Linked DNA regions of Zea mays: region 2 is linked to region 1. The links are chromatin contacts, called in public Hi-C maps. All regions are on one chromosome and are shown on one strand. The core of a region is the stretch at or near the end of the contact, and the rest is flanking DNA. Distances in the headings are between cores, read along the strand shown.

Region 1 (6,789 bases), core at 2,695-5,194:
GGACAAGTTTTTCTTCATTTGGCACTATCCCTAGCCTCCCATGTATATCATCATTCCGAACTCGATCACTTCTTGTATGGCCATAAATCCAACGCAACATACGCATTTCCGCAACACTTATCTGGTGAACAAGACGTCTTTTTGTAGGACAATTCTTCACCATACAATATAGGAGGTCTAATCGCCGTCCTACATAACTTGCCTTTTAGCTTATGTCGTACCTTCTTGCCACATAGAACGCCAAATGCCTGGCGACACCTCCACATTGCTTTGATTCTATGGCTAATATCTTCATCGATATCCCCATCTCTTTATAACATTGGTCCTGAATACCGAAAGATATCCTTCCTAGGAACTACTTGACTGTAGCAGTGCTAAAGTAAAATCTCATGTATTCGGTTTTAGTTCTACTGAGTTTTAAACCTTTGGACTCTAGACTCTCCTGCCAGAACTCCAGTTTCCTATTTACTCCAACACTGCTTTTATCAACTAGCCCTACATCGTCCGCAAAAAAACATACACCAAAGGGTGTCTCCTTATATGTCCCTTATGACCTCATCCATCACCTAGGCAAAAAGATAATGGCTCAAAGTTGACCCTTCATGGGTCCCTAATCTAATCGAAAAATCACCTGTGTCTCTACTTGTTCGAACAGTAGTCACAACATTGTTGTACATGTCCTTAATGAGTCCAACGTATTTTTTTGAAACTTTAAATTTGTCTAATACCCACCACACATTCATTGGTATTTATTATAAGCCTTCTTCAAGTCAATGAAAATCATGTGTAGGTCTTATTCTGCTCCCTATATTGTCATTTGTCTTATTAAGAAAATGGCTTCCATGGTTGATGTTTCAGGCATGAAACCAAATTGGTCAGTAGAGTAGAGATCCTAGTTATTCCTCTCAGACGATGCTCAATATCTCTCTCCCATAGCTTCATAGTGTGGCTCATCAACTTAATTCCCTAGTAATTGGTACAGCTTTGAATACCTCCCTTATTCTTGTAGGTTGGTACCAATATACTTATCCACTCGACAGGCATCTTGTTAGACCAGAAGATATGGTTGAACAGCTTGGTTAGCCAAACTACAACTGTCCCGAGGCATCCCCATGCCTCGATTGAGATACCATCAAGGCCCATCGCCCTACCCCCTTCATCCTTTTCAATGCCTCTCTAACCTCAGATTCTTGGATCCTACGCACAAAGCGTCTATTGGTGTCATCAAAGAGTCATCCAACTAAAAGCCTACGTCCCCATTCTTCCCATTGAACAATTTGTCAAAATACTCCTGCCACCTATATGCTTGATCTCGTCCTCCACCAAGAGGTGCTCCATTTCATCCATAATGCACTTAACTTGATTTTGATTGTCGTCCCTTGTTTTCTCCCACAGACCCTATCCATCCTATATATGTCCTTATCTCCTTTGTACAAAATAAATCTAACCTACCAGATTCAAACCAACTGAGCTAAGGTTGGTCTATCCTAATAACCTTTCCAGTAGTGTCAATATATAGCACCGTATATTAGTCTTATGTATTCAACTATGCAGTTGGTTTGTAGCATATGCTATAGTCCATTCCATTACTAAAGAGTATCAAATGAATGTCAATATATTGCACAACTTAAATTTTCGGGGTTAAGCGATACTCATAATCTGAAGTTCTTTTTGTATTGAACAATGGGCTGCAATCAAACCAATGGAGAAATTGTGCTAACAGCAATCAGATCCACTAGTATGAGACTTACAGGAAGCGTCTCCCAAATAGCTTCATCACTCATGCTTTCTTCATCTCCAGGCATTAAAGCTCTACACATTCTGAATAATGAAAAAACATGCCAAGAAATGCATACACGTCAATGTCCAGAGTGACTAATACAGTAAGTCTCCAAAAATAACAAATAATAGTTTATTTTTCTTTGGTTAATGAGGTTCATAATTTGAACAGAAAAAGATAGAGGATTCAAACAATGATCAATATCCTGAATGTGTGCAGACACGGAAGTGTGAACTTTACCACAATATTATGGCACAAGCAAAACATATTAACATACAGAAGGATCTTGTGAATTCATTATTTTTATAATGATGTCAAAAGAACAATGGAAGACAAGCCATCAATGTAGATTATGTGTCATAAGTTCTTGAAGCCATCAATGTAGATTATGTGACAACACATTTTGCTGCTTCTGCGGGTTCAATCGATATTTTAAAAACTAGGCAGGTCAATTATATACAGTCATTACAAGAATAGGCAAAGTGAAGTACATAACAAGATATACCGCACTAGTTGAAATCATATAAAATTGAACTAAAATTTAAAAAGTATTTCAACTAAATCTAACAATCCATGGGAAATAAAAGGTAATAGCTCAAATTGGTTACCTAAAATTGTCAATAAGGATAATTGCTTCAAAGGCCAACAGAGGAAGGAACACAATCTTCAGATCAAAAGATGGATGATTTCTAACTGGGCAAACACAAAAGAAAAGAAGTGTTAAGATTACAAAGTTAACATAACAGAGAAACTTAACATGCGTCTCAGATTAAACTATTCTAGGAATCTCAATATGGTGACCATACTAGACAGGTTTTGTTACCCAATGGATTCTGACCCTACCTCTTATGCTTTCAAGATATATGCAGAGAAGCAGCTCGAACGCAATTAGTAAAGGCGCTGCAACAATCGAATGACATGGTGCCCACTGCAAGCAAAAAGAAACATATCAGGCTAACTGGATGCAAAATGAGCAATGGTAATGCAAACAGTAAAAAGGTCAGGTTTAATAGACGAGCCACTGTAAATCTCACATGACGGCCATGAGGTAATGAAGGGGCAGGCATTGAAAACCTTCCACGCGCAACAATACCATGAAAGAGCCATAGTGGAATGAATATTATCCTACATGATCAAAGTAGCATCATTAGCAATTTGTATCGGCTTTACCATTGTCAACTTATAGTATTTGTCATAAAGCAATCCATAATTCGGTATTACCTAATTCTAGCTACAAGGTTTTATCGTTGCGTTTGGCGTATCAGAACAGTGCTTAAAGGCATAAAATCTGCTGTCTATTATCCTAGCACAACACCAAGTGAGGAAATGCCGGCGGCTGGCCAGCATCAGCTCGGTTATAGATGGGGTCATTGATAAGCATCAATTGAGAACTACCAGCAGCTCTCAACATTCATCTGAGCCCCAGACATGTAGCTGAATTACACGTCGGCGGAGCAGATTATCCAGCACCAGCTACCAGCAGCCAAGAGCCAACCCTGAAACGCACGCAACACGCAAAAAAAAACGAGCATACGAATCCGCCAATTCCAAAACTACATCTGCATCGCAAGAAAGACGCTCTCCCCCGGTCCCCTCAAATCAGAACGCTGTCCAATAACTCGAAGCCCCTCCCCTCGCTGAAACAAAACTAATTAGATCGAATCGAAGCGGAGGGGGAGGGACGAAAGCCAGGTGGGAGGGGACGGGGAGGTTAGTGTTTAGAGCGCGTACCACCAGGAGTATGTGGTGCGTCCGTCGACCCTGAGCGCGAGGAGGAGAGTGAAGCAGAAGAGCGCGGCGTGCGCCGACGCCGCCTGGGCCGTCTTCCCCACCCCCGCCCACGTGTGCCCCCGCCGCCGCTGCATCTCTCCTGCTCCCTAGACCCCCGACGGGAAAGGCAAATATCCCCTTCTCCGGTGGCTCCGCTTCCTTGGACTCGAAGTTCGGCGATGGGTGGGTGACTCGGAGAAATGGGGGATAAACAGAACAAAGGGTACAAGGGTTTCTCTCTCTAGTCTAGTGATGGAGTCATGGAGTATGATAAGAGCGACGATTCCATTCTGCGTTCTCTCTGCGCTTTTTCGTAATGGAGTAGCATAACCTAGCAGTAGTATATTGCCGAGCCGCTGTTCATGGTCATGGGAGATGGAGAGGGGATGGATTGGATTGGTCGGGTCGGGTCAGAGAAGGAGAGAAGGAGAGGGATCGGGTCCCGGGGGCCAACAACGCGCGCCTGGTGTTTGAGACTGACCGCAACGCTGCCCTCTCCCCTTGCATGCGGCGCGTAGGGGGCACCCTATGGCCGCAGCGGTGCCCCCTACAGCGCCCCCTACGTGTCGGTCCCCTTCTCTCTCCCCTAGATCTAGCGTGTCACTGTTCATCACCCTAAACACTGTGCTGTGGGTCCACGAGTAATTGTTAGTAGATAAAAAATTGATAGTTGATATAGAAAATGATATTTTATAGTGGTAGTGGGGTATAGGGGGAGTATTTAGGGGGAACCGCTGCGGGAGATGAAAAAATAGGGGGGAAAATAGGGGGAAAAAGTGATATAGGGGGAAAAATTTAGGGGTAACGGTTGCGGATAGCCTGAGAAGCCGACGAGCTGGATTTTTTTTCTGCTCGGTATCAGGTCCTTTTTGGTTTAATTGAGGGACTAAGTTATTATCTACTCTGTATAGTTCTATAGACTAAAACTATTCAAAATGTATTAAATAAATCATAAAAAAACCTAAATATTCTTAGTGTTTTCTCGCCGTTAGTGTAACTGAAATAAAGGAGGTCAAAAGGTAGAATCTATATAGTTTAGTCCCTTTTAGTCATCCTTTAATGTGTTTAGTTTGAGGTTAAAGTAGAATGAAGCGGGACAGATACCGTCCTCTCGATTTTTTGGTATCACGCTGTCACTAAAAATTATTTCGGTGTTTAGCTTGCTCTCATGTGACTCTCATTCAAACACTATAAAATTGTGGTCGCTCACTTCATTCCTCCTTATACCTCCAACCAAACATACCATAAGCGACTAGATTATAAAACAATTTAGTCCATATTTTAATCTCATAATTTGATAATTTAATGACTAAATGTAACTAAAATGGATAACTAATCTTTAGTTCATCAAACTAGACGGCGCTAAGTGTAGGAGAATTTTTTTCTGCGACTTGGTGGCTCCGCCCGCGGCCCCCATCGTCCGGCCCCGTTTTGGCGGTTGCTTGCACGGCACACTCTCGGATCCTCCCGCCACGTTCCTCTCCCCGCCCCGCGTCCCACCGTCATCCCGCCCTACACCGACTCGCCGAGACGGAGGATCGCCCGCACCGCGGCGCGGGGACCGGGCCGACGACGCAGCCGGCCTGCCGAGACGCAGGTCAACAACGGATTTGGTGGGTCCGTTCCGTAGCTGCAAATGTCCCAAAATATAATTGGGAAAATATACAGGTAATAACATTGGTAAATGCGAAAGTCAAAAAAAAAACATTGGTAAATGTGTACTCCCTCCATTAATTGAGTGATATTTTAGAGTTAGAAATTTATCCTAAAATAAAATAAGTGCGTCTTTAAAGATATGAAATAACATAACCCTAATTACTTTTCTATTTTTAGTGCAATGATATATCTTTATTATTATTATTATTATTACTACTACACATATATAACTATACTACTATTATATATAACTAAAATAAGTGCATCTTTAAGTATTGTGTGTCTCGTACCTCGTTCCAACAAGTACATTCATTGTACGCGTTCCGGGGCTCCGAATGATGTCGCGGAGGATGCAAAATTTATATTTGTTCGGACAGAATGTTTCTACTTCCAGTCATCGTTGACTTGCGCTATCAGCAACATTGAGATAAAACTCGTAGTAGCGGTTAGTCGGTTACAAGCACTCGAGAGAGGGAGGAGAGGCTCTCAGGTCTCATGTCGGGATGAAAGTCGAGCTTAGAAGTTGAAAGGTGAAGCTTGACGGGGCTCTGGCCTTGAAATCCTCGTCGACGCTCCTTCTCATGTTCGTCCTTGTGAGCTCGTCTCCGTCTGAAGGCGTTCAATGGTGTCCAAGAGCCCTCTACTCGATCTCATTTGCCCTAAGACGACCCTCTCCCTTTTATAGGTCGGGACAGGGGTCGGGCGGCGGTGGTTTCCTCGGGAAGAAGTCGTAAGGCAAGGGTAAAACTAGTGTTTTACCCTGGGAGAGGCCACACATACTCGTGGGGTCCGGTGCTGTCTGGTTGTCGTGTATTATCGTGGTGGATGACGCGTCGGCGATGGTCCTAGGCACCATCATTCTGGCTACGTCGACCCCTGGCTTCCGTAGCCTGGGGCTCGGCGCGGCCCGTCGTGTAGTGCCCTGCTGGAGGTTTGCACACTCAGTCCTAGACCGATAGACCATAAGTGCGTCGTAGGTCGAGGGGCGCGCGGGCCATTAATGCACTGTTATCCGGGGGCTCGTAGGTCATGAGTGCTATGTAGCTCGAGGGGTTCATATGTCATGAGTGGAAAGTGGACCGGCGCCCACGCTGTGGCTTGGTGCCAAACGTGGTTAATGCGACCAGTCATTTATGGCGGGTCAGTCTGAGGCCTGGCACGAGATCCACTCGAGTGGTTCCCTTCTGACACGCCCGAACTCCCTTGTCAGGCTCCACCACGCCCGACCCCTAGCTCGGTGCCGCGGGGTTCGACCGGGATGGGTCGTTCCAGGGTTGGTGTACTTGGTCTTTCGAATAACTAACGGTCCCCAGCCATTCAGGGGCTCTTTCCTCAGCACACTCACTGGCTGGTGGGTCCCGGACCTAGGGTCCGGGGATCATTTCCTCGACAGTAGCCTCTGATCCCCCAAATGGGGAGTATCTCCCTTCGGGGCTGATGACAGGTGGGACGGTGTCCCGTCTGTTCGTTTCCCAAGCAGTTGTGACGTTCCCTCGAAAATTGGCACCACTCTTGTGGCGACCATCCGCCTCCTGGAGTGGAGTCGGGCGCTTTTCTACCCTCTTTATAAACCTTGGGTGGTC
Region 2 (6,789 bases), core at 2,123-4,622, 270 kb after region 1:
CAGGCTGTCCAGAAATTCTACAGATATTTATGAAGAAAAAAACTCACCCAGGGCAAAATCTACCATTCCACCAGCAACTGCAACAGCTGATCCACTTGAACATCCTCCTGGTACTCGATCTGGAGCGGCAGGATTTGTTGGTGTATCAAAATATCTATTCTCACCATGGATACTGAAAGAATATGTATTAAGTCACACACACACATAATACAGCTAAAAAAGATATCATACTAAATGCAACGAGCCTTTGTTGCCATTACAATATGCATAAAAATTAGAATCAGCAAGAGATAAAAAGAAATCAGCTCTACAAAACAAATGTCAAGCAAAAATGATTTTACCTGTATGCCATCTCATCAATAACAGTTTTCCCAACACAAATAGCACCACCATCAACAAGAGCTGAAACCACTGAAGATGTTAGCACTTCTGCATTGTGTGTCTTTGCCCATTCAAGACTGCCGAAACTTGTAATATAACCACTGACATGCAATCTGCAAATCATCAAAGCAGATATTTGTTCTCAAGGGTAAATAACGCAAGATGACAAAAAACACCATTGCAGATGTACTACTGATCTACTGGTTGTCAGGGCAGGTGCAGAAATCATGACATGTAACTATTTCATGCAACATTGGAAAGAATAAATTTTACACCTAGGTAGTGCAAGCATCTATTAAATTTCTTTCTCATGATGTGCGTGCAACAATTACCAACCTAGTAACCTACAGATCTAAAACTACTGGTGTATCACAAAACAGCAACAAACTTTCTACCATAATACATATCTATGGTATAGCATGAAAATGCCCTCCTAAAAAACTAACTACACGAACGTTTTCAGGGAGTAGTGATGGCAAATCTAGGTATTAATTATTAATTTCTGGTAGGGTAATAAAGTTCAAGAAATTTATAACTGCTTAAATATGCGAGTAGAAGCAATATTACCCTTGGTTCAGATAATTACTCACCGGGTGGCTGTCACTACATAACTAAGAGGCCAAAAGCTGTACGAGGAATGACTAATTATATTATACCTTAAACCAGTTTAGAACACCTTATCAAACATGGCTTTATGACTGGCAGCATTTATACACCATATGACTGCAGATACAATGAGATGGTTGGCATGCAAAGTATTGTGTTGAAACTGATAAAACATTATCTTATATCTCAAAGTTCTCAATTGTTTACAAGAAGGTAAAGCCCTGTATAATTTTATGGCAGATAACTGCAACTCCCATAGAAAATCCAATGCCGGAGGTTCCCACATGAGTAGGGTCTGGGAAGAGAAAAACCAAGGCAAGCCTTCCCCCGCAGATGATGGGAGGCTACAAATCTCATCAACAGACAAAACTCATCCATCGGCGTTGGTAGCGCCCAGATGCCACATCTGGGTCTGGCACTGGACGCAGCATCCACCATCCATTTGTCCTATCCTTTGATCCACAGTTCATTTAATTTAGTCCACAAGGAATAACATATCTACTTCTAATTAATCCAAGTGAAATGGGACTATCTTCGTGCATTCCTTTACCTCCACATCTGCCTACCTCTTGCACCATCGCTATTTCTCTCGTGCGGAATTCCAAGGCTGGGTTAAAAAAAACACGGAACACCCCTCACCCCTGTCGGCCTGTTCTTCCACTGACGCAGCTGCAGAGATATAAGTAACCTGCAGCCACATCCTGGTTGCTCCTGGACAGATAACCTATGCGGATGGGGCCTTCAGGGTGTTTTCGTGGTCCTGCAGCGAGAAAATTTCTTCTTCTTTAATACCCAGGGTGGTCTATCCCCCAAGGACTGAGTCTGACAACCAGGAAAACCCTTGCAACAAATAATTTAAGATATTGAAACATTTTGAGAAAAGCGACGAAGCATTGCCACAGCAAGTGCTCCATGGAGTAGAGGTCCTGTTGGCCAGGCTGCTGTTGCTGCACATGGCACCTAAGCTTGTGTCAACTTGATGATGACACAATCACCTCCAGGGATGCTCTTCCTCTTCCCCTTGACCTACTCCTTGACCCATGAGGAAGCAGGAGCAGCCGAACAGGACGGGGTCAGCAGCCCAGCAACCATGACGGACAACTTCTTCATGTTAAGAGTGGTGATGGCATTGATAGAGGGCGTGTATGCTGCCATTTGGTTCCTGCCAGGTCAGATATCTGGCATCTCGAATTTGGCATAAACAGCACTAGATTGGTGCTTGAAGAGATGAGGTGTGAGGAGAGAGGAGAGCACGGGAGGAGATAGAAGCAAATGGGGAATCGGAGAGGGATGAGGTGTGTCGAGCAGGGGTATAATAAAAAGCTAGTGGTGGAGGTTTGATGGTGGAAATTGTGTGTTTTAATTGATTGGAGAACTGGTCCTATGTGGAAGGAGTGGCCAATGTGTTGTACACACGACGAGGAGCATTTCCACGGGTCCATTCATGTTCCTTTGCAGCCAACATTTTGGTATAAAGAAAGCCATGCATAAAGCTGTCTGATGTGAGGCAATTTACTCAGTTCCAAGAGTATATACCGGTTTGCAAGGCAAAACAAGCTCTGTGCAATTCATTGTCCTTTTTGGCTCAGGCAAGCCATGCACGAATTTGTCTAGTGTGAGGAAGTTTAGTATCAACTGACAGAACGTATCCGCTTTGCCACATAGAGCAAGCTAAAGAAAACACACAATCATGTTGTGCTGAAATAGATAAGAGCAAAAGCATGCTATACTTTGGCATGATGAGCATCCAATGCACCATGTCAAATGAATTTGTATCGCCCTAGCTCAGTGATACCAGACAAAAATTCCACCACTCACGACATCGACCTGATATCGATAACAACCTAGCATTATCCAATCTATCGAATTACTATTCATGCAGCTCTAAAAAGTCTTCCACCGATCCAAATCCGACGCTAAATCATATAATCAACCAAACACAAGGATATGTGGTCGCTAGAGCTTACGCGTCAGCGATGGCGAAGCAGAGTCCGGTGAGCGGGTGGGGCGCCTGCGGCGGCGGAGGCTGGGGCGGCGGGAGGAGCTCGAGGCGGGCGACGAAGGCGCCGTGATCGGGGCGCGCAGGGCGCCTCAGTCGCCGCGCCGCCAGGAGAACGCCCGCGATGCCGAGACCAAGCAGTACCCAGAGGTTAGCGGCGGCCCCTGAGGACGCCATGGACGAGGAGGACGGGCTCAGGCTCGTCTGCTCCGCGCGGGCAGGGGAAGGAATTCGAGGGCTAGGGTTTTAGCACGGCGCCAGGGGTTTTGAGGCAAGCGTACAAGCGCTGAGGACGACGGACGGCGAGGGGTGGAAGAGGAAGGCGAGGCGGCGTGAGAAGCAGATGCAGCGTGGTGGATGGATAATACCGCGGGCGATTGCTTTCTAGCAGACCTAGGAGATACTGCGCCGAAGAAAGAATTTAAGGGGAGCTTCTTATGACCACGAATAAGTACACTAGGAGGCAAAGGCGATCAGCTCTCAGGAGGCTGAACCGAGACAATTAGGTAAGTTTGTTAGAAAGAGGAAGATAAAATAGTAGATAAGTTAGAATGATTAGTTCCAGAGAGATAAAATAGGAGATAAGTTAGAAAGATTAGTTTCAGAGAGATAAAATAGGAGATAAGTTAGATGGATTAGTTCCAAACATGATAAGCTGTTATCAGTTGAGATAAATTAGGAGATGTATTATGATGCCGGGCTATATTATGCACCGGTAATGATTCAATGAAAAACAGAGAAGAATTAATCTAAGAAAAGAGATTATCTTCTCACTTCTCTCCGGCAACCCTCGACGGCGCTCCAGCCACTTCGCCGTCGTAGAGCCTACCGATCTCGGCCAGCAACCTCTCATCCGTACCAGCTCAAGCTTAGGCTTGGTTCTTCCAATTTGGTATCGAAAATGCCAGGTTCTACGGAAGGAGACGCATCAGCACCCGTCGTCGTCACCACCAATTCGGGTTTCGATCACAAACTCGATCACGTCCTCAAGATCGTCACCGACCTAGTTACCAAATTCTCCGACCTTTCCACCCGTGTCATCAACATTGAAGCCTGCCCAGCTGTATCCACACCCTTTCCCACGTTGCTAGTGTCAACCAAAATTTTGGTGCCCAGTTTAAATCTTGTGTGCATATCTTACATTACCATTGTCTCTAATGCTAAAAAAAGACAAGCATTTAATATTATGATGATGTATTCTTAGCACATTTAAGTGTTATCCTAAGCATCTCTTTCTCTAGCGACTCCCCTGCTAGAGGCATCGAAAATTCTGGTGGTGCCTAAAAAGCAGCACTAAGTCAAACTCGCAATCAGCTTAAATTCACTAATTCTAATATACTCAAACATGAATGTACCTTAGGAATGGAGTTAGCTTTTCAAAACAACATGTTCACTTGCATCTCACTATTTAATTAGGTATAATGCAAATATAAGTTAGTTCACACCTAGTTCCACTATGATAACCATTTAGCGTTAGAGTTCGCCTCTTCAAAGTACGACTATCTAACATAAACACCCTCTATTGTTTCTTAGTCAACAAAAGAAAATTTTAACATATATCTTTGACTTTGATTTTGCTCCTAACTTTTTTCTCTAATGTTGAAACTTTATCAGCTTGAGGCCTTGTCACGACCCGGTTGTGCCAACCTTCTGTTCACAAGAACCATGGGCATAATCTACACTTCAAAATTCATATTTTAAAAACTTGCATACTAACTCTACACTTTTGGGTTCTGCGATAATCAGACAATTCGGTTGTCCTACAAAACAGTCTGACAATGGATGATTTCTTGTAGTGTCTGCACTTACATTCACTTTAAACCATGTTATACTTTGTCAATGCTTAGTATAAGGTCCACATTTACATTCTTGTATAAAACTGCTTTTATGCAAAACCAAATGTGTCCCTTTCTACTAACCAAATGCATTATCCTTGTATTATATTAGGTAAGCCTTGTAGAGTATATTTGAGTATTGATCTTGTGATTGCTTAAGTTTTGTAGGTAGTGTTGTGTCTGCCTATTAGTTTTTCTATGCACCTGATTCTGTTGAGGACCTAGAGTGGTAGAGAAATCCATGTTGCATAGATATGTGGAACATGACACCGTCCACATGTGTTAATTTTCAAACACTATGTCATTAATATTTCTGCTATACTCTTTAATGTTGGTATTTTTAATTAGATGGTTGTATTTCATGTGTGATGTGTGATAAATTAAGTTTGGAACAATAGTTTGTGAAACCAGTGTACATATTGTGATGTGATATGATCTACCCATGTGTTTTGATATTTTCTTTCCCTTGTGTGATCCTGGATGAAGGTCGAACATAGTACATCATATTGGTGGTGTACTGGGATGACTAATTAAGTGTTATCTAATCTAGTACCCAATGAAACACTACTAATCCATGTATTCTACTTAAAATGGATATGATCCTGACCTTTTGGGGTTCTTGGGTTGGGACAAGGACGTGGTTTTACAATGCTTGTGACATCTTATATGGCTCCTAGCTTCTCTTTATCTCCTGGTCTATAACAATGAATTGATGGGTTGCCTTCTTAGCCACTTAACACTAGTACTTAAGGTCTTCTCTTAAGGGGGATTTTGTCTAGTTGGGCTCGAGCGTATTTTTATTCTAACTTTGGTGACTCTGGACAAGGTTTGGCAACCATGGAAATTATGGTGTAGGGACATGTAGGTTTGACTATTCATTGGGAAACTAAAAGTAGCTACTCATTAACCTTTGCTAGGATATTGAACTTGCAAGATTTTAGTTCAAGGAAAACAAGGTTAACAATGAAAGACTTGACAATAACTATGGGTCTTGCAGTGCCTGTGTTGGAGGGTAAGGTTAATGCACTTAGAATCAGGGGAAATTCCAACATGGTTCAAGATCCATCATGGGAAACAATACAAACAACTTAAAGAGATGTCTAGCTCATGGGGTTAGGAAGAAAAAATCAATGCATTAGACAAGACATATGTGATCTTTACCTTCCATTGGGGGATAACAAGTTTGACCAAGCTAGAAGAAAATCATGAGCATGACTTAACCACTACAAGATCAATGATGGATAAGGGCCCAATTGATTCACTAGGGTGTAACAAGACTATAGCTAAAGATGGTGAAGCGCCCCAATCCTCTGGGACTCAAATGTGATACAATTACTAGTCCCAGGAGGCTAGTAACCGTACATTCCTTACTTCAAATAGTACAGAGTTCGAATAAAAGTTATTACAATACCAGAGTACAAGCTCTATTGAGCCTGAAATACATAACATAGTGGAAGATTCAACTAGCCCAAGCCACATGCAGATTGGGTGCAGACACAGCCCCCTTCTAGTCGAGCATAGCAGAAAAGAAGTCATCAGCTGCTAAAAAACATAAATAAATCTGGGTGAATACACTAGGTATTCCGCAAGCCCATCCCGCCCGTAAAGAGAGAGGGACCTATATAATACATGCTTTATATGGTGGAGTTGAAGTCACTCTTATTGAAAGGGAAATAGGGTCAAACCTTTTCCTATATGAATTTTGGTGGTTGAATTGCCCAACACAAATTAATTGGACTAACTAGTTTGCTCTAGATTATGAGTTCTACAGGTGCCAAAGGTTCAACACAAACCAATAAAAGTCCAAGAAAGGGTTCAAATAAAAAAGAGCAAAAGACAACCCAAAGGCAGCCCTGGTCTGGCGCACCGGACTGTCCGGTGTGCCACCGGACAGTGTCCGACGCACCAGGGAACCCAACTCCAAACTTGCCACCTTCGGGAATTCTGGGAGCCGCTCCGCTATAATTC

Evidence for each region. Hi-C and Micro-C count contacts between places; a contact is called where the count stands out from the background.
Region 2: a contact with region 1 is called in a Hi-C map of ear, with 2.7 times the contacts expected there. The contact joins the promoter of LOC100285985 here to the promoter of LOC100282654 in region 1. A contact is called at or near these places in 8 of 25 Hi-C or Micro-C datasets (bundle sheath, ear, leaf and 2 more).

What each region holds. Positions count from the first base shown.
Region 1 is chr1:272,500,334-272,507,122 of Zm-B73-REFERENCE-NAM-5.0, forward strand. It overlaps LOC100282654 (protein binding protein), which reads right to left and starts at 3,945. Exons shown (of 14, transcript NM_001155562.2): 1 at 3,512-3,945; 2 at 2,815-2,905; 3 at 2,624-2,708; 4 at 2,389-2,473; 5 at 1,752-1,821. The coding sequence starts at 3,645.
Region 2 is chr1:272,770,987-272,777,775 of Zm-B73-REFERENCE-NAM-5.0, forward strand. LOC100285985 reads right to left here and starts at 3,373. Exons shown (of 13, transcript NM_001158873.1): 1 at 2,955-3,373; 2 at 342-494; 3 at 48-172. The coding sequence starts at 3,163.